2 separate regions of the Sus scrofa genome follow, and region 2 is linked to region 1. Evidence: chromatin contacts called from public Hi-C data. All regions are on one chromosome and are shown on one strand. The core of a region is the stretch at or near the end of the contact, and the rest is flanking DNA. Distances in the headings are between cores, read along the strand shown. Region 1 overlaps LOC110260388 (a long non-coding RNA gene). Region 2 has its middle 35 kb from the start of LRRC8B.

Evidence for each region. A called contact is a pair of places that touch in the nucleus more often than the background predicts.
Region 2: a Hi-C map of omental adipose tissue shows a contact between it and region 1, with 1.9 times the contacts expected there. The contact joins two enhancer-like sites. A contact is called at or near these places in 4 of 47 Hi-C or Micro-C datasets (embryonic fibroblasts, liver, mesenteric adipose tissue and 1 more).

The regions. Positions count from the first base shown.
Region 1 is chr4:126,730,281-126,734,916 of Sscrofa11.1, forward strand. It overlaps LOC110260388 (a long non-coding RNA gene), which reads right to left. Exons shown (of 4, transcript XR_002343635.1): 4 at 2,703-4,501. Among named protein-coding and RNA genes, the nearest start is that of LRRC8D, 150 kb to the right of the region's middle. Within about 2 kb of position 2,126, at least 7 of the 83 cell types and tissues checked have an H3K27ac peak or open chromatin away from gene starts, as enhancers often do. A contact at or near this core is called in omental adipose tissue, where this site is marked.
Region 2 is chr4:127,169,010-127,173,645 of Sscrofa11.1, forward strand. No RefSeq gene overlaps it. Among named protein-coding and RNA genes, the nearest start is that of LRRC8B, 35 kb to the left of the region's middle. Within about 2 kb of position 2,457, at least 12 of the 83 cell types and tissues checked have an H3K27ac peak or open chromatin away from gene starts, as enhancers often do. A contact at or near this core is called in omental adipose tissue, where this site is marked.

The DNA.
Region 1 (4,636 bases), core at 876-3,375:
CCGAGGTGATGAATATGGGCTATCACTTGACTGCGGTGTCGGCTACACGGGTGGAGACTCGTCAAGACTCATGGCATTGGACATTCTAATGAGCTCAGTTTATTATATATAAATTGTACTTCAATAAAGTTAATGGTAAAAATGAGCAGTAATACAATTTATCTTCTAAAATGATCAGAGAGCTGCTACGATGTTGCAGAATTAATTATAATTGCACAGAATTGGAAGCAACCAAATATGAATTAACAGATACTTAGTAAAATTAGTCAAAATGAAACTATACTGTAGAACACTTTGTAGTCATGCAGTTGCGGTAGTTCTGGTTTTTTGTTTTTTCTGGGTTGGTTGTTTGTTTTGGCTTTTTAGGACCATACCTGTGGTATATGGAGGGTCCCAGGCGAGGGGTCGAATGGGAGCTGCAGCTGCCAGCCTACACCACAGCCAAAGCAATGCAGCATCTGAGCCGCGTCTGCAACCTACACCACAGCTCCTGGCAGCGCCAGATCCTTGACCCACTGAGTGGAGCCAGGGATCGAACCCGAATCCTCATGGATACTAGTCAGGTTTGTTACCCCTGAGCCACAACTGGGAACTCCCAGTTCTGTATCTTTGATATAGATGTTTATGACATATAAACTGGAAAGGGAGGTTGCTTAGCAGTGTGATCTAATTTACATAAATATAGTCTATATACTTGCGTATATTTATATGCATGACAATTTCCTAGGGACCTACACAAGACCATTGAATGTTTAACTGGGGGGTTAACTATGGGGTGAGACACTTACAAAGGGATTTTCCACTTTCGCATTTTTCAGTGTTGAATCTTTATAGTAAGCGAGTTTTACATGCGTAATCAGCAGAAACGACAGTGACAGTTCCACTGGGAAAAGCAAAAGGCATTTGGGGATGGCCTGGAACCTTCCAGGCATCATCACGAACACCAGTCACTTTGTCCTCTCCAGGTGGAGAAGGGCCGACTCATGGGGATTTCTAGTTAACTGGATACCAGTGAGCCTGGCTTTACTATATGTTAGCAAGGGAAGCATTTTGCTTGGTCCTCCCAACAGTAGGCTGAAGGACACATGTCATTGAATCTGTGTCCTTGGTAACCAGAAACACCCGGTAACCAGACTTGGCAAGGTAGGCGGCTCCATCCTCGTCACTTCCTCTATTTCTCCAAAAGATGCGGGGAGTATCTTCAGGTCTGCCTCTGTCCCCCTTTACGACGGCTCCCGCTTTGAAGACCAAAGCACGGCAGCACAGCTTTCTCTGCAGATCCTTGCAACTTTTTCTTGAGGAGACAAACACTTTGGCAACCCTAAATGCTCAGACAAAACACCCAAGGCATCCCTGACATGACAGGCAATGTCAGGGCAATCGGGGAAACCACAGCTCCGTGCGGCTTTGTCCTCAGAAGAGACTTGCAAAACCCTGCCGTCTTCATGTGTCTTCTCAACGCTGCAATTAAACCTTCCCCTAGCGCTCCCCACAGCTCCCCAAGTCTAGACACCGTAATTTTCATGAAAATTTCTCCAATGTCCTAATTAACAGAGAAGGGGAGAGAAGTCCTGGACAAAGAAGACAGCCGGGACCCCAGGAGTGCCCCCCACCAGTGCCAATGGAGGGCTGGCCAGAGACAGGGGAGCACGATTCAGCTCTTGCTTCTCGTCCCCATCGCCCTAGCTTTGCCCTTCCCGTATTCTTCTCAAAGGACACATCAGCCCTTGGCTTCTGCCTGGCCTGCCCCGGTGATCTCCCTGCCCCACTGCAGAAGTCGGCGGGTCGCCTCTGCCACACCAACACATCCCACCCTGCGGCGTGACCTGGAAAAGTCATTCGCCTTCGTGAATACCCTGTGACCCTTTTCCCTAAGCTTCAGGGTCTTTTTCTTGACAACCTAAGTGTGAGCAACCTGAGCCCACTCACCTAGGCTCCCCGGGTGTCCATGTGGGGATAGAGGCCTGGGAAACAGGTGTCTCTGCAGCCCCGCTCCCCCACCCCGTGCTTGAAGGTGGCACCGGTGAGCTGGGCAGCAGCCGGCTGTCCCACGCCTGTGCCCCGCCCTCCTTCAGCTATCTCCTCTGTGAGTCAGGGAGTTCCAGGGGTCCCCACCCAGACGCAGCTCTGCCAAGGTCGGGGCCACCTCTCCCACAAAGGGCCTGGTGTTTACCAGCAGCTACAGGATGTTGTGTTACGAGCCAAAATTCCCCAGCAGTTGAACTCTGTGGGCTGATCTGCCCAGCCCCTCCCGGGAACTCACACCCAGCGTCTCATTACCTCTGCCCACTCTCTGCCGCCTCTCTCTTTTCAACTCTGCATTGTTGGGGTTTTATATTTTTTATTTATTCTTTTTTTTTTTTTTTTTTTTTTTTTGTCTCTTCTAGGGCCGCACCCATGGCATGTGGAGGTTTCCAGGCTGGGGGTCGAATCGGAGCCGTAGCCACCGGCCTTCGCCAGAGCCACAGCAACGCGGGATCCGAGCCGCGTCTGCGACCTACACCACAGCTCACGGCAACACCAGATCTTTAACCCACTGATCCAGGCCAGGGATGGAACCCGCAACCCCATGGTTCCTAGTCGGATTTGTTAACCACTGAGCCATGATGGGAACTCCCTCAACTCTGCATTGCTTTTTAAATGTCCTGTCTACTTTTCTCTTTCTCTTTGAAGAAACGTAGAGAGAAAGACAAAGACCATGTGCTATCACCTATGTGGAATCTAAAAACACGTATATACACAAATGAACAGAAACAGACCCACAGACACAGAAAACGCTTACCCACTGCGGGGAAGGGGCGAGAGGTTAAATTAAGAGGTCGGGCTGCACACACACACACACTACAGTATAGGAAATAGATGAGCAATGAGGATATGCTGTGTAGACCGGGGACCTCGACTCAATAGCTTATAACAACCTCTGCGGGAAAAGAATATGAAAAAGAACATACCTCTTCCTACACACATGAATCCCGTGGCTGTGCATGCGAATCTACCACGACGCTGTAAATCAGCTGTGCTCCAAGAAAATGAAAACGAAAGGTAGAGAGGGCCGTGGTGAAAAGGTGGACAGGAGAGGCTCTGAACAGAGGAAGAGGAGGGGTCGTCTCTTATCTGCCACTCATTCCACACACACACACACACACACACACACACACACACACTGTCCCACACTCACAGTCCACGCACCCGCAGTCCTGTGGGACCCCGGGCACAGGACTCCTGGCTGCCCTGACCCCTCCTCCCTCAGGAAAGCAGGAGCTGCCCATCCCCGAGCTGTCCGCACTGGTTACTTGCTTTCTGCCGCTGTTTTTCTCTTTAGATGAATGGCCAGGCTGTCTGAGAAGCCAGATGGGTCAAAATGGCTTGGGGTTATCCCTTTCTGATAATAATATCGCTAGTATAATATTGTCCATCAGTCGGTTTAAGTCTCACGACGACCCCATGAACCAGGTGTCACCATCCCCCTATTTACAGATGAGGAAATCTGGGGGCCGCTGGCCAAGCTGAGTTCTGGGTGACGGCCCTGGACTCAAGGTACACACAAGTCCCACAGCTTGTTCCCTAACGCTTGCTTCTGGTATGAACTGCCCTGGCCACAGCCCCCTGGATCAGGAGAGTCACATTAGGCGGTGTCTGTGCATCAGTGACCACTGAGGGGACGGAGGCGGGCACCTGGCCTGAGGCAGCCTATCCATGAGCTGCCTAATGGCTCGTGACGATGCCTTTGGCCAAGAGCGCTACCCAAAAAGGCCATGTCACCAGGTCCGTAAGCAAAGGCTTCTGGACTAGCTCTTTCTGGCATCTGGATTGAGGAACCGGCCTGTTAATAAAGACAGGAAAATAGAGCAGACACATCTTGTGAAAGGCAAGAGAAAGCACAGCATGGGATGGTACAGCCACAAGAGAGCAAAGAGAACTGCCCATCCGTGCAGCTGCCTCAAGCCCCGACCGGCTTTCTGGCCCAAGGGTCTCACAGGTGGGAAACCCTCTCTTTGGCTTCCGTGGTTCTCTGCTCCTTGAATCAAGGGACCCTCTCCACCTTACGGCCCACACTGATCTCTGTACTGATTTACCCCAAAGCGGTGGCCCCAGTCAGGTACCCAAAGGGGGAGGTGGGCACACGGGTCCCTCGGTCCCGCTGTGGGAGGTGGCCGCTCTTCTTCCCCTGTACCCGCAAGTCCAGGATCTGGCCAAACCGATGAACTCAGTTTACTGCAGTGACTCTGGTTCAGCTGCTGAGGCATAAAACATATGCGACGCACCGAATCCAGGCTAGTCTGGTTCTTCGAAGACCAGCTTTACAAAGATCAACCTTTTTGCATCAGAGACAGCAATCTGCAATCAAGTCAATATGTAGCTTTGACTTACAAACTCTGGGATTGCGTTCTGGGGGTGAGCCAGACAAAAGCGCAGATTTCTTTTCAGTAAGAAAATACTTTTGAGATTAGACTGCAGAGGCATCCGATTGCCTTGGAAAATCCGTGTTGTAAAGACCTCCCTGTAAATACAAGACGGAAGAGTTGGACAAAAGGAGACATCTGGAGGAATTGTCTGTCTTTTGCTCAGGAGGCTGTGTTTCCCACATGCCCAGATCTTACAAAAGGGAATATAATCTGACACACTACCTAAAGCC
Region 2 (4,636 bases), core at 1,207-3,706, 440 kb after region 1:
GCTGGAGCTTGCGGCAACACCAGATCCTTAACCCACCGAGTGAGGCCAGGGATCGAACTCGCATCTTCAAGGAGACTGTGTCAGGTCCTTAACACACTGAGACACAATGGGAACTCCAAGGAACAATTCTTTATATTCATGAATTTTTATTTTTCCTCATACTAAATTTCTACTGTAATTTTGATATGAATTTAATGAAAGTGGTAAGTATAGTCTTTGATTTGGGGCACTGAACGAGACATAAAGAGTAACATCTATTTATACTAGAGAGCTATTTCTAGCATTTACTACAAATTATTGAGGGATAAAAAGTGCATTTACGCATAGGGACTGGAGAGTATCTTTGAAATATAAACTGGCTTTTTGTTTAACTTGCAATTTACCGCAAAAGATGCCGGGTTGTGAGAGTGTTTCTATCATCATAAAATTACAGCAGCGAAATCCCATGAAGTCCTTTCATGTACAGACACAAGTGCAAACAGAAGCTCCCAACTTAAAAGCGTCTGTGGCCACAGATTGTTTCTATATAATGTGAGCCTTGTGGGCGATACCAAGTTCTTTCTGAAGAGCTTTTAGTCCAAAGCCTTAATCAGGAGCGAGAGATTAAATACACACTTTTTGTTTGGTGTGTCCACAGTTGTCTAAACACTTATTTCACGCTGGAAGCATAGTTATTTAAATATTACCATGGAGGAGTTCCCATCATGGCGCAGTGGTTGACGAATCCGACTAGGAACCATGAGGTTGTGGGTTCGATCCCTGCCCTTGCTCAGTGGGTTAAAGGATCCGGCATTGCCGTGAGCTGTGGTGTAGGTCACAGACGCAGCTCGGATCTCACGTTGCTGTGGCTCTGGTGTGTAGGCCAGGGGCTACAGCTCCGATTCGACCCCTAGCCTGGGAACCTCCATATGCCGAGGGAGCGGCTCAAGAAAAACACAAAAAGACAAAAATAAAATAAATAAGTAAGTAAATAGATAGATCTTACCATGGTACCTAAGCTCTCTGACTGTCTCCCAAAAGCAGATCTCTTCCCCAGATACAAACGTTCTGAAAAGTGTGTGCCCTGGAGAGGTGGCGGCGGGGAGGTATTTTGCTCTTTTCTGATCCAGCTGGCCTGGCTGGCATGAGGACGAGCTGCGGCCCCACCCACTCTCACTGCCCAGCTGGGGGCACATCTGTGCTCATTCCTCATTTAGGCCCCCACCCACCCACCCACCCACTCCTCGTAGTCTTGGTCTTTCCAGCTCTTGTCAGGTGGCTTTCAGGCAGTCATCTGAAATTCCTCCAGATCAGGGCATAAATGGTCCCTAAGGCATAATGGCCCGGCCTCCCAGCAAGACTTGCCCTAGAAGAGAAATCTCAGTCTCATACTAAAGATATGGGTCTGCCAGGTAGGCAGTGACCCCTGCCGAGCCCCTGAAACTATAATTCACTTTGCATTTGTGCACAGTGCCAGCTTTAGAACTAAGGAAAGGATGCCAGCAAAAACAAAAAACCTAGACTTGTCATGAATTTTTAAAACGTCCTGTTACCAGGTTACATAGAGTGACTATATACGTATATATGCATATGGAAAGCTCTGGAGGAACCGGTGTGGTTCTGTCCAGTTCCTCCAGCCCCAAAGGGCTCGATTTGCTGTGAGGCCCTCAGTGTACAGTGTGAAGCTTGCTGCCTGTCTCCACTCTGCTCTCCTGGGGGCTTTTCTGCAGGGCAGTGAGGAGACGCCAAGCACAGGAGAGTCCAGCCAGGCTTCGCTGGCTCGAAGCCCACCCAAGGCGGGGGACTCCAAGGCTCATGCTCTTGGATTTGTCCTAGAAAATCACAGCTGCCTACAAGAAAACGTCAGCTGGAAGGCATCTAGCATTCTCCAAGGAAAACACCATTTTAAGTTAGCCTGTCTTTTCTCTTTCTTTCTTTCTTTTATGGCCACAACCACTGCACATGGAAGTTCCCAGGCTAGGGGTCAGATCAGAGCTGTAGCTGCTGGCCTACACCACAGCCACAGCAACGCCAGATCCAAGCCACATCTGCGACCTACACCACAGCTCACGGCGACGCCGGATCCTTAACCCACTGAGCAAGGCCAGGGATCGAACCTGCAACCTCATGGATACTAGTTTGGTTCATAACCCGCTGAGCCGCAGTGGGAACTCCTTGTCAGCCTTTCTGAAAAGTAACCAGTCACCGAAGTGACCCCTTCCAGCTACGTCGGTCCATTTGGAGGAAATATCACTGGACTATCACTTTCAGCTGCAACTGAAAAACTGAAAAACCACCCAAACTGGTGGTTGTTTTGGTTGAATTTTACTCAAGATGATCCAACTTAACCTTTGGAGAAAAAGCTTAGGTCAACGATTAGTCAGCAGCTCGTTTCTGCCAAATGTGAACTAAAGAACCCAAAGCCGTGTTGGCGACCCAGGAGCCAGGGCGACCCAGGACGCGAGGGTCCTGCCGAGGTCAGCTCAGGACTCCGGGCGGGTTTTCGCAGACTCTGCCGATCCCGGCTGCCCACGGCTTAAGCGGGGCGAACTGATGAGCGAAACTCTCCGTGGGTTGGGGACACCGCCCACCATTTCCGAAACGCCCCGACAAGAAAGCCTGGCTCGACGGGGCTCCAGAGGAACACGACCGCACGTCGCAGGGATGCTGGACGTTCCGGACGGGCACTGCTCGCTTCGATGGAGGTCCCAGAGGAAACCGGGGGGCGGGTTTGCCTGGAAGTCCCTCAGGGTGGAGACAACGGCTTAGCTGTCTGGACTCCCTGACGTGCCGCACCTGCCCCGCACGTAGGAAATGCTGAGTCCACATTTGCTAAGGGCTGGGGGTGAGATCAGCCACCAAGGCAGGGGAGCAGCCCGCGTCTGGCTGCACCAAGAGGCCCCTCGGGGTAGAAGGATGTGTGGCTGTAAGTCCACCGAGGGGAAGAGCCTTCTAGCTTCCAGCTCATCGCCTCTGCGCTTGAACCAGAGAGGGTGAAACATAAAAAGCCGTCGATTAGCTTCTCAGACAAGGCGGCTCCCACCCAGCCCTGGAGTCAGAGGAACATCATTATTTAGGAGGGGGTGAAACTGGGAGGAGAAGGGATATGGGAGGCCTGGGGCGGGGGCGGCAGAGAAAGAGGAAGTTCCTTTTTTTTTTTTTTAGTGCTGAACCAGCGACATATGGAAGTTCCCAGGCGAGGGGTCGAATCAGAGCTGCAGCTGCCGGCCTCCACCACAGCCACAGCAATGCCAGATCCGAGCCACATCTGCGACCTACACCACAGCTCACGGCAACACCGGATCCTTAACCCACTGAGCGAGGCTAGGGATCAAACCCGAGTCCTCATGGACACTTGTTGGGTTTGTTACCGCTGAGCCACGCAGGAACTCTGAGAAGGAAGTTCTTTAAGGGAGAAAGGAGTAAGAATGCTTAAGAGGGCAGAAGAGACAGTTCTACCCCACTTCTGGGCCTGCGAGACCATGAGAATAGGCAGACTTCCTGGATTTATGGCCAGAAAGCAGTAAACAAGTGTTTTTGTTTGTTTGTTTTTGTCACCCTGCAGGTTGTGGAAGTTCCCAGACGGGGGGAGGGGGGGTCAGATCCAAGCCGCAGTTGTCACTTACACCCCAGCTTCGGCAACTCTGGATTCCTAACCCACTGTGCCTGGCCAGGGATTGAACCTGTCTCTGCAGAGACACCGCTGACCCCGTTGCACCATGGGGGGGAACACCACATGGTCTCGTTTTGAATCAAACATTCAGTAAGAAGCAGGCAGCATCAGGCATCCAGCCACAGGAAGAGGATGAGAACACATGAAACCATGGACCACATGCACGGGTACTTTCCCCATCGTGTCCCCCGCCCCCCGGTTCCCACTGGACTCCGACCCGGAAGCTCTTCACCTGAGTGTTCCTACCCCCCCTTTTCCTCCCACCTTTTAAAGTTTTACTGAAGTGCCGCTGGTTTACAGTTGTAAGGATTCCTGCCCCTTCTTTTCTTCTCTTCTGCTGCTCTGAGGTCAGAGAAATGGGTTGAAGGAATTTGCAGCGGGAAAAGCCAGGGGCCCGGTGTCTCAAGCCTGGATCGCAAACCTCAGAATCAGCCAGGACCATGGGGCGTGGGCTCTCTGTCTCCGTCACCCCTTTGCTCCCCTGCCCCCCATGGGTGAGGGCCTTTGTGCAAGGCCACGCTGTCATCAGGCCGTAAGAGGAAGAGAATATAAGGAGAAGAATGTGTATCTGTGTGTGACCGAGGCCCTTCAATGTCCAGCAGGAAGGGGCACAACCTTGTAAATGAACTATACTGTAATAAAAAATTTAAAGAAAGAGGTGGTCACCGCTGGCGGAACTGGTGGATCGGCCCCACTCACCCCATAAAGGGGCACCCACGGCCTTGGGCTGCTTCTGCCAGGGGTGGTGGGGGGCCTCCCCAGCCCCGAGCAGCAACTCAGGCCTTTGTGCCCCTTTATCTCAAATGCCACAGTCATTGCTTCCTGAGGTCCCGCCTCCCCCTGGCCCCCGGTTTTCAGGGGCCACGTCTTTCCTTGTTTATTTCCCGTCTCCCAGAGGAATGCTTTTTCTGGGCTGAGATAAGCCCCCCCCTCCTGCTTGCTTGCTTCTTCCAAGACTCTCTGGAATTCCCTTCTCATTTTTAT